2 separate regions of the Anas platyrhynchos genome follow, and region 1 is linked to region 2. Evidence: chromatin contacts called from public Hi-C data. All regions are on one chromosome and are shown on one strand. The core of a region is the stretch at or near the end of the contact, and the rest is flanking DNA. Distances in the headings are between cores, read along the strand shown. Region 1 overlaps KLHL33 (kelch like family member 33). Region 2 holds the start of RANBP3 (RAN binding protein 3).

What was found. A called contact is a pair of places that touch in the nucleus more often than the background predicts.
Region 1: a Hi-C map of skeletal muscle shows a contact between it and region 2, with 4 times the contacts expected there. The contact joins the enhancer-like site here to the promoter of RANBP3 in region 2. A contact is called at or near these places in 2 of 8 Hi-C or Micro-C datasets (both in skeletal muscle).

What each region holds. Positions count from the first base shown.
Region 1 is chr29:3,951,906-3,959,306 of IASCAAS_PekinDuck_T2T, forward strand. KLHL33 (kelch like family member 33) reads left to right here. Exons shown (of 5, transcript XM_027471805.3): 5 at 1-23. GP1BA (glycoprotein Ib platelet subunit alpha) reads right to left here. Exons shown (of 2, transcript XM_013095888.5): 2 at 5,248-7,401. The coding sequence ends at 5,650. Among named protein-coding and RNA genes, the nearest start is that of GP1BA, 8.0 kb to the right of the region's middle. Within about 2 kb of position 2,901, at least 1 of the 8 cell types and tissues checked has an H3K27ac peak or open chromatin away from gene starts, as enhancers often do.
Region 2 is chr29:3,887,107-3,894,458 of IASCAAS_PekinDuck_T2T, forward strand. It overlaps RANBP3 (RAN binding protein 3), which reads left to right and starts at 5,179. Exons shown (of 17, transcript XM_027471808.3): 1 at 5,179-5,324. The coding sequence starts at 5,303.

The DNA of each region.
Region 1 (7,401 bases), core at 1,651-4,150, 63 kb after region 2:
ATAAACATCGTTCCTGAACAGCTCGCCTGGGTCTGATTTGTTCTGCTGGGGAACCCAGGCATCCAGAGGTTTCTCACAAGGAACATGAGTACAGCAGGTGACTAGAGGGCTGAGTATCCTGGACGGGTGATGGTGGGGACCAGGCTTGCCTGTATTCTGGGGTCTGCTGGGGAATGGTTATGGAGGGCACTGGGGCTCTGAATGCCTGTGTTCATTGGGCATAGAGGAGAGGTCTTGGGATTTACAGGCGTCTTGGAGTTTGTGTGGAATTCTGAGAGAATAGGGGAGTCCTGGGGTGCCAGGGTTTTGGGGTAGATCATAGAATCATAGAATGATTAAGGTTGGAAAAGGCCTCCGAGGTCATCTGGTCCAACTATCCCCCTACCACCAACATCATCCACTAAACCATGTCCCCAAGCACCAAGTCCAACCTTAAACACCCCCAGGGATGGCGACTCCACCTACACAGGGCTGTTGGAGGGTTTGAGGTTCCTGGGGAGAGGGAGGTTCCTAGGAGGTCTTGGCTTCCTGGAGTTACCTGGAAGGCTATCTGGAGGTGGGGGGAATTCTAGGGAGGTCTTGCAGGGAGAGGCTGAGGCAATGGGGTTTCTGGGGTTAACTGGGGTACTCGTGATAGCCTGAGGAAGGGAATTGAAGGTCCTGGGTGAAGAAGGCAGAGGGAGAGGGATTACAAAAGACAGACAACGACAACAAAAAAAAAAGCAACAGTATATTGGGATCTTATGTGAAAGGAAATATTCCGGCTTTAGGAACAAAGATAACTGTAATCCTTATAAGCCTCACCAATTCATGACACAAGCGATCTTGACATTTCACTGAGTGTTATTCCTGGCTGGGAATGGCAGACTGGGAAACCAAACTCCTGCCTGGAGGAAACGTACCGCTCTTCACCCCACTGGCTGCCTGCTGGCCCCTTGGCTTGGTGCCTTGTTAGAACAGCAGACTATGCGAGAAATGTGTGTCTCTAGGACTTCAGCTGGCACAAGTGCTGTGGCAGAGACAAAGATATCCTTCCACGTTTTGTCCAGCCACTACAGACAGAACAGTGAGCTAGTTATGGGTCACAGGAAACAACAATGGAGGAAATGTTTTGGAAGGACAGGACCTTTCCACCTTCCAGCACATGGGGAAAAGACTTATTCCTGCTGCTGTCATCACCAGTGATAACAAGGTATTCATAGCACATATTAAAAAAAAAAAAGAGGGGGGGGGGCACTGGGGAGGAGGGAAGGAGGGAGAATGAGTTTAATAAACCTGCAGTTCCTGGCGGCAATACCCAGAAATGGTAATCAAAGATGTATAATATTTTGAATGGACAGAACAATACAACACACATACACTTCTGATTGAATATTTTTTGATTAAATAGTCTTTTAGGATCAAGCAGTGGTCACGTTGAGTTCACGATACACTTGGATTGGCCATTATGTGTTTCAGCAGTTGTACAACAATCATCCAGGTGACAACTACACTCCACTCCTTGATGGACATGGAGGCGATCACCTGCATGCCAATCTGGTACTCATATCTGCAGCTCATCATAGTAGACATAGTTTTGATGCACAGCATGCTTGCTGTGATTGCTAACAGTGCAGTAGCCAGGAATCAGAGCTAGCTACTTGCCTTGCAGTCTGAACGATGTGTTGATTCTGATGTAAAGCTTGTATTCCTACAATATATTGCTGTTTTTCAGTTCCATCAATGACTGCATGTCATTTAAAGCCCATGCTATCCACTTCCCAATGTGCCCTATCCCCTGCCACATGTTAATATTATTCAGCATGACTTCTGGCAACCAAGATGAGAGAATTATCTTTTGGTATTGCTATTTTCACCTGTTCTACAGGTAATACTTTGCATATGGAACTCGTAGTCTGATCTATTGATTCATTTGCCTGCTGAAATGTATTGCACAGTACTCACATCTAGATTTAATGGTTTTACTTTTTGTCTTTAACATTTTTGTAGAGCCTTTCCATCTGCCTGGTGCTTCTGTGTAAGCTTCAGTGTATGATATTCCACCCTTTGTCTACACAGCAAAATCTTAAATTTCTTTTGAAGGCAGGGGCCAGCTCTGCAGATGCCCATCTCCTTGATCACCTGTAGCAATAGACCTGGCACTCAAGAGCCCACGCTGAGGCAATACCTGCCAGTGTCCTGCACATGCCCCCTGGAGCACTGTCCTCTGACAGGACCTTGTACCCTACATGCATCTACATGAAATTATGCAATACTTAGTATTATAAAACGATTAGTATGTGCATTATAATCTGATATGTTTGCTTGTGTAACAGCCCTTGTGTCCGAGAGAACAACATTCAATCTGAGATTTTTATTTTTATTGTTTTTAAGTGTACAAAGGGCTTGCAATTACAGGAAGTTAGACTGTTCTGAATCTAGATGATCTCTTAACCCTTCTGTAGTTGTTTACCTTTTTCCCCATTTGTTGACTGTTTTACTAATTCCCATGTTACTCTTCTTGGCTGTGGCACATTAACCTTTTCTGGCTGCCAGACACCCACCCAGCTGCTCTCCCATTTCCCCTCTTCAACAGGGTATGGGGAAAAAATAAGATGAAAACAATTGTGAGTTGAGACAAAGACAGGGAGATCACTGACCAACTACCCTCATGAGTAAAACAGACTCAACTTGGGGAAAACTGATTTATTTCCAATTAAAATAGTGTTGGATTGTGAGAAACAAGGACCAAAACTAGACTGTCTTCTGCTGCTCCTTCTCTCCTGACACCTCCACGTGTCCTCACCTCGAGCAGTGCAGGGCGATGGGTTGTGGGGGATGTGGCCAGTCTGTAACAGCTCCTCTCTGTCGCTCCTCAACAACAAAGCTCAGCAAGTCACCCCTAAACATAGAAATTGCAGCTGTCTTTATCACAAGGACATGACCCTCAGTGCTTTATCAGCAAAGCTTTCGGCAGCTGACAAGGGACTACAGTGCTCGTGAAGATGGAAACTGCTCCCTCCTGCTTGACCTTTCTCTAAGTGCTTGGGTAGGCAGCAAGGAGAAGAAGGAATCCTCCTGTCATTCATATCAATCTCTCTCTATATATTTTATAAAAGTATTTTTATTATTGCAGAGTACTGGTATTACCTGCATTACTATTGCAGACTCCTGGTGTAAAAGAGTAGGCCCAAATACAGCAGAAGCAAGACCAAACTTTAGAAAGAAACACGGAATGATGGACTTGCTGTAGAAGCAGAGAACATCACCTGTAAGTACAACCACTGGTGAATTTGCCAGCAGTGGTGTCTCAGGGTGTTTTCAAATGCTACAACCAACTGAAAGTTGCAAACACAGCCTAGCAGTATTAAGAATTTTTTAAACATTTTAATATTTTTTTTTCTAATTGACAAGTGCATAGTTATTTGCTTTCCTTGAGCACAGGAACACTTTTCTCTGTAGTAAATACATACAGAAGTTCAGCCTGTATGCCTGATAGTTTCCCCTTATGTATGCGTGCTAGCACATTTCAAAGTTGCATACGACCAGTGCTTCAGAGCTGGGAGCAGCCAGGAGTATTTCCCTGCCCTTGCCAAAGCATGCTGGAATGGTCCATCAGTCCTGCTTGGACTTCTGCTTTGGGGACAAAAACAAAGTACAGAGTAGGTAAATGGACAATGAAGTGGACTGAAATGTCTTCTCAGCAGTGCTCAGATCATATGTAACTTCATCTGAACTCAAGAAAAACTTTTACTATGAGGGCAGTCAAACACTGAAACAGGTTGTGGAGTCTCCATCTATGGAGATATTATAAACCAACTAGACATGGTCCTGGGCAACCTGCTCTGACTGTCCTGTTTGACTAGATGATCTCCAGAACTCCTCTCCAACCTAAGCCATTCTGTGATTGCTGCTCCTCAGAAAACTCAGACACTTTTGCACTCCTGGGGTTTTTACTCTGATAAAAGTAGTAACAAAGTGAAAAAAAAAATTTCCTTGGAATATTGTCCTGCTGTTTGTGTAAGATGTGCACGATTCATATCAATGAATGTTCTTTTCTGAGCCCTTTTTCTTAAAGGACAAGTATCAGCTAATATTAATACATCTTATTAAAAACAAGATGCAAACAACAAAGAAGGCTGAGCTAGTTCAGGTAGAGAAATAAGAATGGACAAGAATGGCATAGAGACGGAGAACATCGGCAGCTCCGGTCAACTACAGGTGAATTTACTCATAGAGTTGACCATGTTATCTGACACTGCCAATAGAAATAGTTCACCTCAGCCTAGACGTAGCTGCAAATCACACCCTGGTGATGACTGTTTTTTTCTGAATGTGTGCTTTAGATTGGATTCATCAGAAAAATAGAATCAGTTGATAATTTCTGAATCTGGTTGGTCCAAACATGTGAGCACTCAGTACCAACAGGGATTTTGCATTGCAGCTTCCTCTTCTGAATCTGTGGCATCTGAATGCACGGACTCTTATTGTGATCAAGTAAGTAAGAGTCTTTACCCGGCTATGCTCCTTTTATGCACTTTCCTTCCAGAGGCTTTCCCTGAAATTTAAACAATTGGCCCTTTGTGCCACCCCCACCCTGATATACGAGGTTAAAGCGTCAGCCAACAGCGACATCTTATGGCTCTCTGTTCCTCCATCCTGTCAGGCTTTGATCATATCGGCTATATTAGGGTTAGAGGCTTTAATAGATCCCCAAATTTTCCTACAGTCTGCGTTAGCATTTTTAATTGCCAGTTGTCGCAATAGACTCTCCCGTGTGGCAGGATTCTCCACCTGACAGTCTAAAACATTGTGCAACCGAGCCAGAATTTTTATATAGGGCTCGGTGGCTCCCTGCTTTATAGTTGCAAATGAAGCATCTGAACGGACAGGATGGACACTTGGTCTCCAGTCAGGACCACCAGCTCATGATGACTTCAGGCAGCACTGGACACCACTAAGAGGTCTCCTCACTCCAGACATCAACCCAGTGTCCTGGGTAGAGTCGTCGTGCATGAAAGGAAAAGTGACTTTTATTTCCCTGATGCAGTTCTCAAGGCCTTTTGGATCATGCATAGGTGACACCAAAGTTGGGGACTGGTGTCTATAGTGCCACATCACATTTATTCTGCATCTATTCAGTCTCTTCTTGTATAGAGATTGCTCTGGTCCATTTACTTCAAGGATACAGGAAAGAATGGGTTAACATTGAAGCATCACTTAAAGTTTAAGACTACCGGAGGTCCAGTAAAATGAAACTAGCACCCATTTGAAAGTTAGGCAAAGAGAATATTTATTCTGTGATTAGCAACCTGGGACTGAGTTGAAAGCATAGCACATCTTTATGTGCACCATTCAGACAGAGGTGATTAGGACACAGTGTACAAAGCAAGCTCTTCTCAAAAGAAGAAAAAAAAAAAAAAGCTCAAAAAGCTGTTCTAACCCCAAAATCAGGCAGTGTCAGCCCCAAACTCTGCTCTGGGGTGACTTCTACCCCTGCCAACTACCCAAGTAATTATTTCAGATCCAGCAACCACAATGAGTGTGAGAGGAGTGCTAGGGGGAGGGATGGGATGACTTCCCCTTCTGTAGCAAGTAGATCGTCCCCTCATGCAACAAAGGTAAATGAGGCAGAGCCATGACCCTCCATCCCTCTCTCTGAACATACATTTACAAGGTGTTGCCAGCATTCTTCACGCTGACAGTGCCGATGGCCTCGGCACCCCTATCCAGGCTGTAAGCAGAAGGGGCCCGCAGGGGGGCAAGGTTTGTGTCTGTCAGCTTCGTGGAGAAAGACTTGAATGAAGTATTCGGGGGACAGTGGCAGACCCACAGCTCCTTTGTTGTGCAGAAAGAAGACTCTGCAGGAGGACTGCCCTGTATTCCTAGGTCTTTAATTGTGCAGTAGGTGTGGGATGTAGTGACTTCAGGGCACAGATCTATTTCCTTGATGGTGCAGAATGTGGTTTGTTGGAGGGGGCTTTGGAAGCTGCTGAGATGCCACACAGGACTTTCTGTTGATTCCCTCTGCCTCAACAGTGGGTACTGCACCTCTTGGGTCTGCAGTGATTTGCGCGAGGAAGGCCATCCCACCAGGCACATCCAAAGCAGCCAGCAAGCTAAAGCCAGCATGGACAGGAGCAGCAGAACCAAGGAGGCCAGGTAGAGCACGAAGTGCAGCAGGCAGCAGTGGCTCAGCACCCACTGCACCCACTGAGGACCCTCCCCACCCGCCCGCAAGAGCAGCATGGGCACAGTCTCTGCTGTGGTGGAGCAAGGACAGAGAGGTTGAGGTGGGGGCAGAGGGGATGGCTGGAGGAAATGTGTGGTGTTCGGGGGAGCCAGCAACTTTGGGGCATGAGGAGAAAGCATGGTGGTGGAGACCACCGGTGTGGTGGACAGTAGAGAAGATGAAGATTCGATGACCAAAGAGGCCCTTGGTGTGCTAGTGGAAGGCAATGCTGTGGGACTGCTGGTGGAAAACATGCCAGTGGACATCGGGAGAGTGCTGGTGGCAGTGCTGGTGGCAAGGCTGGTTTGGGGATGGTTGCTGGTGCTGGGAAGTCCAGTGCTCACAGCAGTTGTCAGTGAGGTGGTGGAGATGAAGGTGGTGGGGGGAGCAGTAGTTAGAACAGGGGTAGTGCTGGGGGGCTGTACAGTGGATGCGATGGTGGGACTGACTGGTGCAAGAGTGATGGTGCTGGGAGTGCTGGTGCTTGTAGGAACCTCATCGGAAGTGCTTGGGGCAAGGCTGGAGCTAGAAGGGGAGCTGATGGGAGGATTTGTGGTAGTGAGAGGAGGCTGGGTAAGAGCATGTAGGGTAGTAGTGTGCTCTTTGGGGATAGCTGGGTGTGTTGTGGGGGAAGGGGACATGGTAGTTTTTTGGGGTGTTCCTTCCTCATCGTAGTCATACTCATCCCCATCTGTGTCCCCCACATTGCCGCAGTCAGACTTGAAGTGGATGACAGGCTGATGCTGATGCTCAGGGGGGCTGTGGCACAGCACCTTCTCTGGGGCCACCTCCACCTTTGTCTTCTCCAGGCCCCGCTCTGGCTGGTAGACGCTCCCCTCATTTAACCGGATCCAATTCCGCAGGTAGGACAGGTCGCAGTCACAGTGCCAGGGATTCTCGGTGAGGAAGACATAGGCAAAGATGTGCCCATCAACGAAGAAGTTGTTGGGCAGGGTGCGGAGGAGGTTCCCTGAGAGCCAGAGGGTCTCCAGCGCTTCCAAGTCCTGCAGCAGCTCCTTGGGGAGCTCCTCCAAAAGGTTGTCTGAGAGGTCCAAATCCTTGAGTGCCCGAAGCCCTGCAAAGGTGTCCCCAGGAAGTGTCTCCAGCCGGTTCCCTCGCAGGTCCAGATCCTGCAGCAACGGCACGGCACGGAAAGCCTCCGGGGCCAGATTCTGCAGGATGTTGTAGGA
Region 2 (7,352 bases), core at 3,929-6,428:
CTTTACAATTTCTCAAGGTACCTGTCCATAGGTCTCAGTTAAAAGTAATCAAAGAAGTTTAAAAAAAAGTAATCCTGATCTTGAAATAACCATACCTACAAGGAAACAGGCATGCAACATTTCTTTTCAGAGGTTGGCAACATTTCTTTTCCTCTTTTAAGAAGATATGAAGAGAAAATTGCTCCTCTACTTTCTTCTTCTTCCCCCTTTTTAAAGTTTACTGAAACTGTACCAGATGCCAAGGACAAGAGTAAGTGTAGGTTTCTCATATGGACTCATATGGACTTCCTCAAAACTATCAGATACCTTCTTTCCTTACAGATGGAGAAAGATGGAAGACTTTCCTTCCCTGGGGAAGACTGTGGCTCACCGTCTTTGCTAAGTGGGACGTAAATATTTGATAAGAAATCATGTGCTGAGTTAGAACCTCTGAAAACACTAATGGTGGTAACTAATCTCACTGTTATGGTGTTAAGGATGCTCACATTAACTTATACACAGCTATTAGTTTTCAGGGATGAGCTACTGCCTTGACAGTTGCAGGTGCCTTGAAGTCAGTCCACCAGATGCATTTTCTTAATTGTTATAATTTCCAACAAGGAAATGCTTGCAAATCTGTAGCTTAGCAGGTATTCAATAACCCAATGTCATTAACACAGTGGTTTCTGGCTAGGGGTCATGATGCCACAGGAGGGATCAGCAGTCATGAGAGGGATCAGGATTCTAACACTACATCGTGCAGAAGTGGGTCCAGAAGATCCACAGAAATGGTTCTACCGGCTGGGAAAGGCTGTGAACTGCTACCACTAGCTGAAAAAAAGAAAAGGGAAGTCCTATCCTTCCTGAGGTTGCTCGTTCCCACCAGCTGTCTTGTACCACAAGTAATCAGTCCAACAGAGCAGAGACCAGCAAAAAAAAAGAGGTGTTTGACTGGATCAGTTTGAGCAGAATCTGACTTAGTGTCCTGGATAGAACTCCCGATTTATAATGGTCACTGTGTCATTACAAATCATACAAGTGCTGGTAGAAGGCATCTATGGAGACCTCTTGTACAACTTTCTGCTTGAGCCAGCAACAGCAGAAAAGGTGGTACATCCACTGACCTACATGCTGTGCACATCCAGCGTGATCGTCTTCTGGTCCAGGGCAGTGGTAGAGAGATAAGAACTGGAAATGAGATTACGATCACCTGTGGTGCTGTCTTCACTCTACAGCCTGTTTCCTATACTGCCGCTGCATGCTTATACTTATGGATCAAAATGCCAAGTGATATTATTAGTATCATGCTACAAAGCACAACACTGTGTAAATCTTTCAGGATCTGAGCTCATTCAAATTACAAAGTCTCAGAAAAAGAAAGTGTCCAAACAGGGGTGGTTGTGGTTTTTTTTGTTTGTTTGTTTTTGAGAGAGAGAGAGAGAGCACTCTGCCATGGAAAAATATTTAATTTGTCAAAGTCATAGTGACTTTTAGGCCATGTCCCTTTAGAAATGCTGACCTAACAATAGTACTAATCAGAAAGCACGGCATTTATAGTATCTTAATGGCATGCACCCAAAATAGATTCTAGTTATATCAGCAAGTTGACAAGCTCACAGGGTACAGACACCTCTTGTAATTAATTTCTAAAAGTCACAGGAACTGTAAAGTTGGTGTGGGTGGAGTTTACTTTTTATTGAAATAATAAAGTGCCAGAATCACATTTACCCTGGTATTATTATAGACTTGGAGGTAAATTAAATCAGAATCTGGCCTCCAAACTGTGATAAGATAAAACTGTTAATTTTCCTCTCTTGTGTTAATGCTGGAGAAGTATGGGCTCTAATTAGAACATGAATAGAGAACACACTGTGACCTGCTGGCTCTTAAGGTCTAGAGAGTGTAACTTTCAGAGGTAAATTCTTGCTAAATCACTTCCTTTAACTAGGTCACACCACCCACTATGCTAGTACCATGTATTCATTAGAGAAGCACAGTACAGTAGTGCCTATAATTAAAGTTGCCCAATATTTCCATGATAAAAGCATGTTTGCAGTTTCTTATAGGTTTAACAGGCTTTAATGCTCTGAAAGTGAAAATTTCTGTGACAGATAAGTGTATCAGAATAAGTGCTTAAGTTCAAAATATAATTTCTGGGGTTTAGATATTAAATAATGGGCAATTACTCTCACACCAAATCAATATGAGTGATTTCCTCGGTTTGTAGGGCATGTCTGCTTTGGGACAGGGACTTAGTTCCACGCAAACTGGAGCTAAGTCAGCCACATTGTATATGTGTGAAAACTACGGTTCTCATGGGATTAGACATGCTAATGTTTTCAGCTAAATTTTCTGCAAATTGTGTGCACCAAACACAATTATCCAATTATCCAGTGAAGAAGCGCAGCCAAGGTCTAGACATCATCTAGGTTTGGACATCACACAGCTGCCAGCAGCAATGCCTAGCCCTATAAATTTCCAGTGGACACACACAGAATGATAAAATCTTACAAAGCTGTTCAATATCCAGCTGCTTGCTGGGTATTTTCTTGTATCTGTGGTGGTTTCTTTGAGCCATATCAGCTACTTATTTCATTCAGATGCTGTTAACAGAAAACCTACACTTTCAGATAAAGGCATCTGTTCATTTCTCTGGGTGATAAAGTTGGTCCTGTCACTTTCCAAGTTGAGAGAGCTCTTAAGGTACTGCAGTGAATTATGTTCCTAACCCAGATAACACATCCTAATAAATAGCATGCAGTTCATTTCATTATGACAGTTCAGATAGAAAATAAACATTTTCATTTGAAAAGGAGTCCTAGGCTCTATTTTGCAATACCCCCATTAACTGGAAAAAAGAAGTGAAGAACCAGAATCTAATATTTGGGAAGGACATACAATTACCATGGGAATTTCAAAAAAACTGCACTGTCTGACTGGCAGGCTGCATTTGCAATTTCACTGGATCATTTTACTTTCTCCTTCACAAAAGTTGAAGCTCCCTTCACTCTTGGATTTAGTCCACTTGTAGTGCTTAAAACATTATCTTATATAAAAACAAGTACATTTGACACTTTTATAAGAGCTGGAAAAATCCTGAAGTATAATGCATGTGAAGTCAGAGCCTTTACACCCAATTGAGGAGGAGCAGGTTTTATTCTCTGTGAAGAAGAAAGTCAGAAGTTGCACTTAGTCTCTGCAAAGTTGGATTTAGTCTGAGTGCCACTGCAGCTTTACCCCTCATGAAGAAAATCCTGTTCCTGTGTATAAGATTACTGCTCAAAATTTTACACTGAGCAGCCATTAAAGTTGCTCAGCTTTTCATAGTTGCTTTGTGAACAAGATGTTTGATAGACAGTCATGGTAGCTCCGTCCTTTCAAACTTTTTTCCTGTTTAGGAGCAAATGTGACTGTCCTTACTGAAGAGGTAACTGTCCAGCCTCTCTTTTGAGCCTCCTTACAGGCATCGTGCTTTGCGTTCAAATGCATTGCAATCAGACTCTGCACCAAACACAGAATAATTAATTAATTATTAATAATTTTGTTGAATGATTTTCTCTGCTGAGTCCATTTTATTTTAAGTCTTGGATCCTCTCCAGAACTTAGATGCTTAATCCCTATGGAAGTCAGTGAGCTCAGCAACTTTGAGGATCTGGGACTTTTTCTAGACAAACAATAATTTTGCAAATCTCTTTCATGTTCTTAGCTCCAGAAAGGACACGTTCCTGCAGAGGCCTAACCCAAACATTTCTGAAGCCTTGCTGGTCTGTCCTCCAGGTTTTTCAGCCCCTGCTCTGGGGCTCTTTGCAGAAACCACCCAGTAAGTTGTCATGGGGACTACTCATTCATGAAACAATCCAACTGTATCCAATAGACGTAATCAGAAATGGTAGGGTAAAGGCTTACATTGCTTGTACTGTGTCTATTCCAACTGTGTCCAAACCTATGAGAGAGACTCAGAGAACTGGTGGAATCTCCATGCGTGGAGATAATGAAAATCCAGGAACAGGGAGGCTGAGAAGGAGTTAGACAGCTGGACCCACAGCCTATGGCCAAGCACCCCTAGACTCCCTCACCAGCACTCACAGGAGAAGCAGGGGGGGCAATAACACCAGAGAGTGGAAGTTGACAACAACGAGGACGAGCAGGAGGAAGAGTCTTCCCCCAAAGCCTGAGGTGCCCTTACAGAACTGCTTCACCCTTCTGCAGATGGAAAAGGAAAGACTTGTGGCAGGGGGTTGGAGCTGAGTAAGGCAGTCTGGTCTGCTCCCCATATAACAACCAGTCCCACTAAGAAAAGGTGATGGGTGATAGCAGCAGGAGACTCTGGTGAGAGGCACTGAGGTGTCCTTCTGCCAACACAATCCACTCTTGAGGCAAGTCTGCTGCTTTCCAAGGGCTCGTATCAGGGCTGTCATTTGAAGGTATCACAAGCATAAAGCAGAATCCAAACAGCTGGCTCCTGATCTCTATTCAATGTACCCTGTACAGGATCTATGAACGTGGTTGTTACATTGTGCCAGCACACTGGAAAAAAATGTTAAGGGTATGAGTGAAGTAGCATAACCCCAGATGTCTCCCTCTGAACTAGTTGTTGCTATTGGGTCCCTATCTTTGGAGTGGAGACCTAGTCAATGCCACATTAACAAGTAGGTTTAGAGTCCACAGAGATTAAAAAATGATTTTGGGGATGGAGAAAAAAGCCTTCTAAGAAACAAAATATTTGAATTCTTCAGTCTGTGGCATGGCTATGGCAGATGCAGGCAAGGATCATAAAGTCACACCTAAACACGGAACTTATGCCCAGCAAATCCCACAAGACCAAAACTGTGGAGCACTACTGAAAGGAGTAACAGGAATTAAAAAGCCATTTAACTCTGGAGTGAACTTCGGAACCCTGCAGCCACGGGAAGCCACGGAGGCTGACTGGAGGGGGGAAAAGAAATATTCACGGCCAGCCAGCCCTGAAGGACTGGGGGTGTCTGAGGACGACAAGTGCAGGACGCTAAGAGGCAGCCCCACACACCACGACCTCCCCCTCCACCACCAACCCCACACTGCCGGCTCTGAGGCGTCCGCCGCACTTCAGGCACCGACCCCGCCCCCCCACTGCGCATGCGCGGCAGCGCCCAGCACCCGGTAACCACCCCTCCGCCATCACCCCCCCTCCCTCCCTCCCCGTTCTCCCCGCCCGCCCAGCTGCGCACGCGCGCTGCCGCCGCGAGCCGGCCGTGAGGTGGCGCAGGCGCCGCCAGGCGGGGCCTGCGGGCAGTGGAGGCCGCCCGGCTGCGCGATGCATCTTGGGCGTGACTGAGGAAGTAAAATGGCGGACCTAGCGAACGAAGGTAGGCGGGCGCTGGCGCTGCGCAGCGATGCCGGCCGCGGGCCCGTCACCGCTCCCCCGCCGGTTTGGTTCCACCGCGGGGCCGCCGCGCTCTCGGCTCCCTCCTCCGCGCCCTGCTCCCGGCGGGGGGTGTGGGTGCGCCCTGGCGGTGGGCCTGCCCTCGGAAGTGCCCCCCTCCCCGCGGCCTCTCCGTGCCCCGGCCCCCCCCCGGCGGGGCGAGCGGCCGGACAAAGGGAGCGCCCGGCCGGGCCGCCCGCTGCGCCCCGTGAGGCGGTGCCGGTGGCTGCCTCCCGCCGGGTCCCAGCTCCCGGCTCCCGCACTTCCTGCGCGCAGCGGCCGTGCCCCGGGGCCCCCGCGCCGCTCCTCGGGGCCGCCGTCCGCAGCCTGCGGGTGTTTGCAGCGCTCCCTCGGCTGCCGCGCTCGTTAATCCTTCCCCTGGCAAAAGGGGGTGATCGAGGCGGCTGGGGGGCGCTAGGCGAAGTGGAATAGTTTTGTTTATTTTTAGCTGGAGTATCTCTGAAATAAAGAATTCATCCTTTTCTCGGCAGAAGTCTAGGGTAAGCTGGGCTGCGCTGGTGTAGGTTTTGAGGGTTCTGCTCCGAGGTGTGCAGGCTTGGTTAACTGACAGCGGGCACCAGCAGCGTGTGTTCGAGAGTAACTCCCCTTCAACTCTCAGTAAAACCAAGTTTGTTCTTAACGGTCCATTTCTCGTTATTTTTCTTGGGCTAACAGAGGGGGTGAATCTCTGTAGGAGGCAAATGAAAACATGCATAGCCCCTTCTGTCAAGAATTTTTCTGATACCTGAAAGCTTGTTTCAGTTATAATTACGCTTCTGATATTAAACAGCAGGAAGCAGATATCTGTTGTAGGTGTAGCTTTTGAAGAGGAATCCTACCAGCAGCTAACCACATAATTACACTGAAGTTATTTGACAAATCCTCTGATGCAGCATGTCTGGAGCTGCTGGCTCCCAAACTGAAGATGTGCTGTCAGTGCACAGAGAGGCACGATAAATAGTTTTGAGGGCTGTAGTAAATAGTCAAATATGTACTGATTATTGGTGAGAAATTTGCTGATGGTATGTAAAACCTTGTAATAAATTTTGATGGCTTGTTGCATTTTTTAGCACCCAAAGTTTGGGAATGGCTATCTTAATTCATGCGAGTCCCTCACTTTACCTTCTAGTAGGAAATAGCTGAAAGGTGAATTCTAAATTACCAGTGTTCATTACATCATTTGATGCTGACTTATCTTGTGCTTCTATTCTTATCTCTGTATTTCTGCAGAATCTTGTACACTTTCTGTGGTGGAAAAAAAATCTTTATGTGGTATCATCTGTACTTTTTCATCTTTCTCTTTTTCCCCTTCAGACCCTTTCCTGACTCCAGTGATTTCTCTCACTTGCTAATCTCTTTAGTTTGTGCTTGCATCTCCTTCCAGAGTTGCCGTCTTCATTCATCCCTTTTGTCTGTCTTCTCTCAATAAGAACGGGATTTAAACTGCCTTAAAGTTAAGCAAGATCACCTCTGAACTATAGGCTGTTCAGCTCATTCTGATGTCATTGTATGGTGTTAGTTTTCTTTCCTCCAGTTCCACTTTTGAGGTATCCGTTCTTGGTATAGCGGAGCAAATACATGTACTTTCTGGAACTGGTGGCTGCTGGAAGTCAGTGGATTCTGTGATCTTTCTACTTGCATTGTTTGCTGTCTCTGATACTGCAGCGATACTCTCAGGTGACTTTGACTATTTTCTCCTCATTCTAACACATATCAGTGTTTAATTTTGCCAGGACCGTAGGTGAATGTTTTCTTTCCCCATACTGTGTATTTTCACTAAATGTAAGTAACGACTATTTCAGTACTGTTAATTATTTGATCTTACACTTTTTATTGATCTTCTTTTAAGTGTTTGATAGCTAAATGTTCATGTTCACAAACCAAGCATGGTTAAAACAAAGCTCTTAGCATTCCTTAATCTTGATTGGTTTGTACAGCAGTGCTGTCTCAATCATACTTCATTATGAAGTGC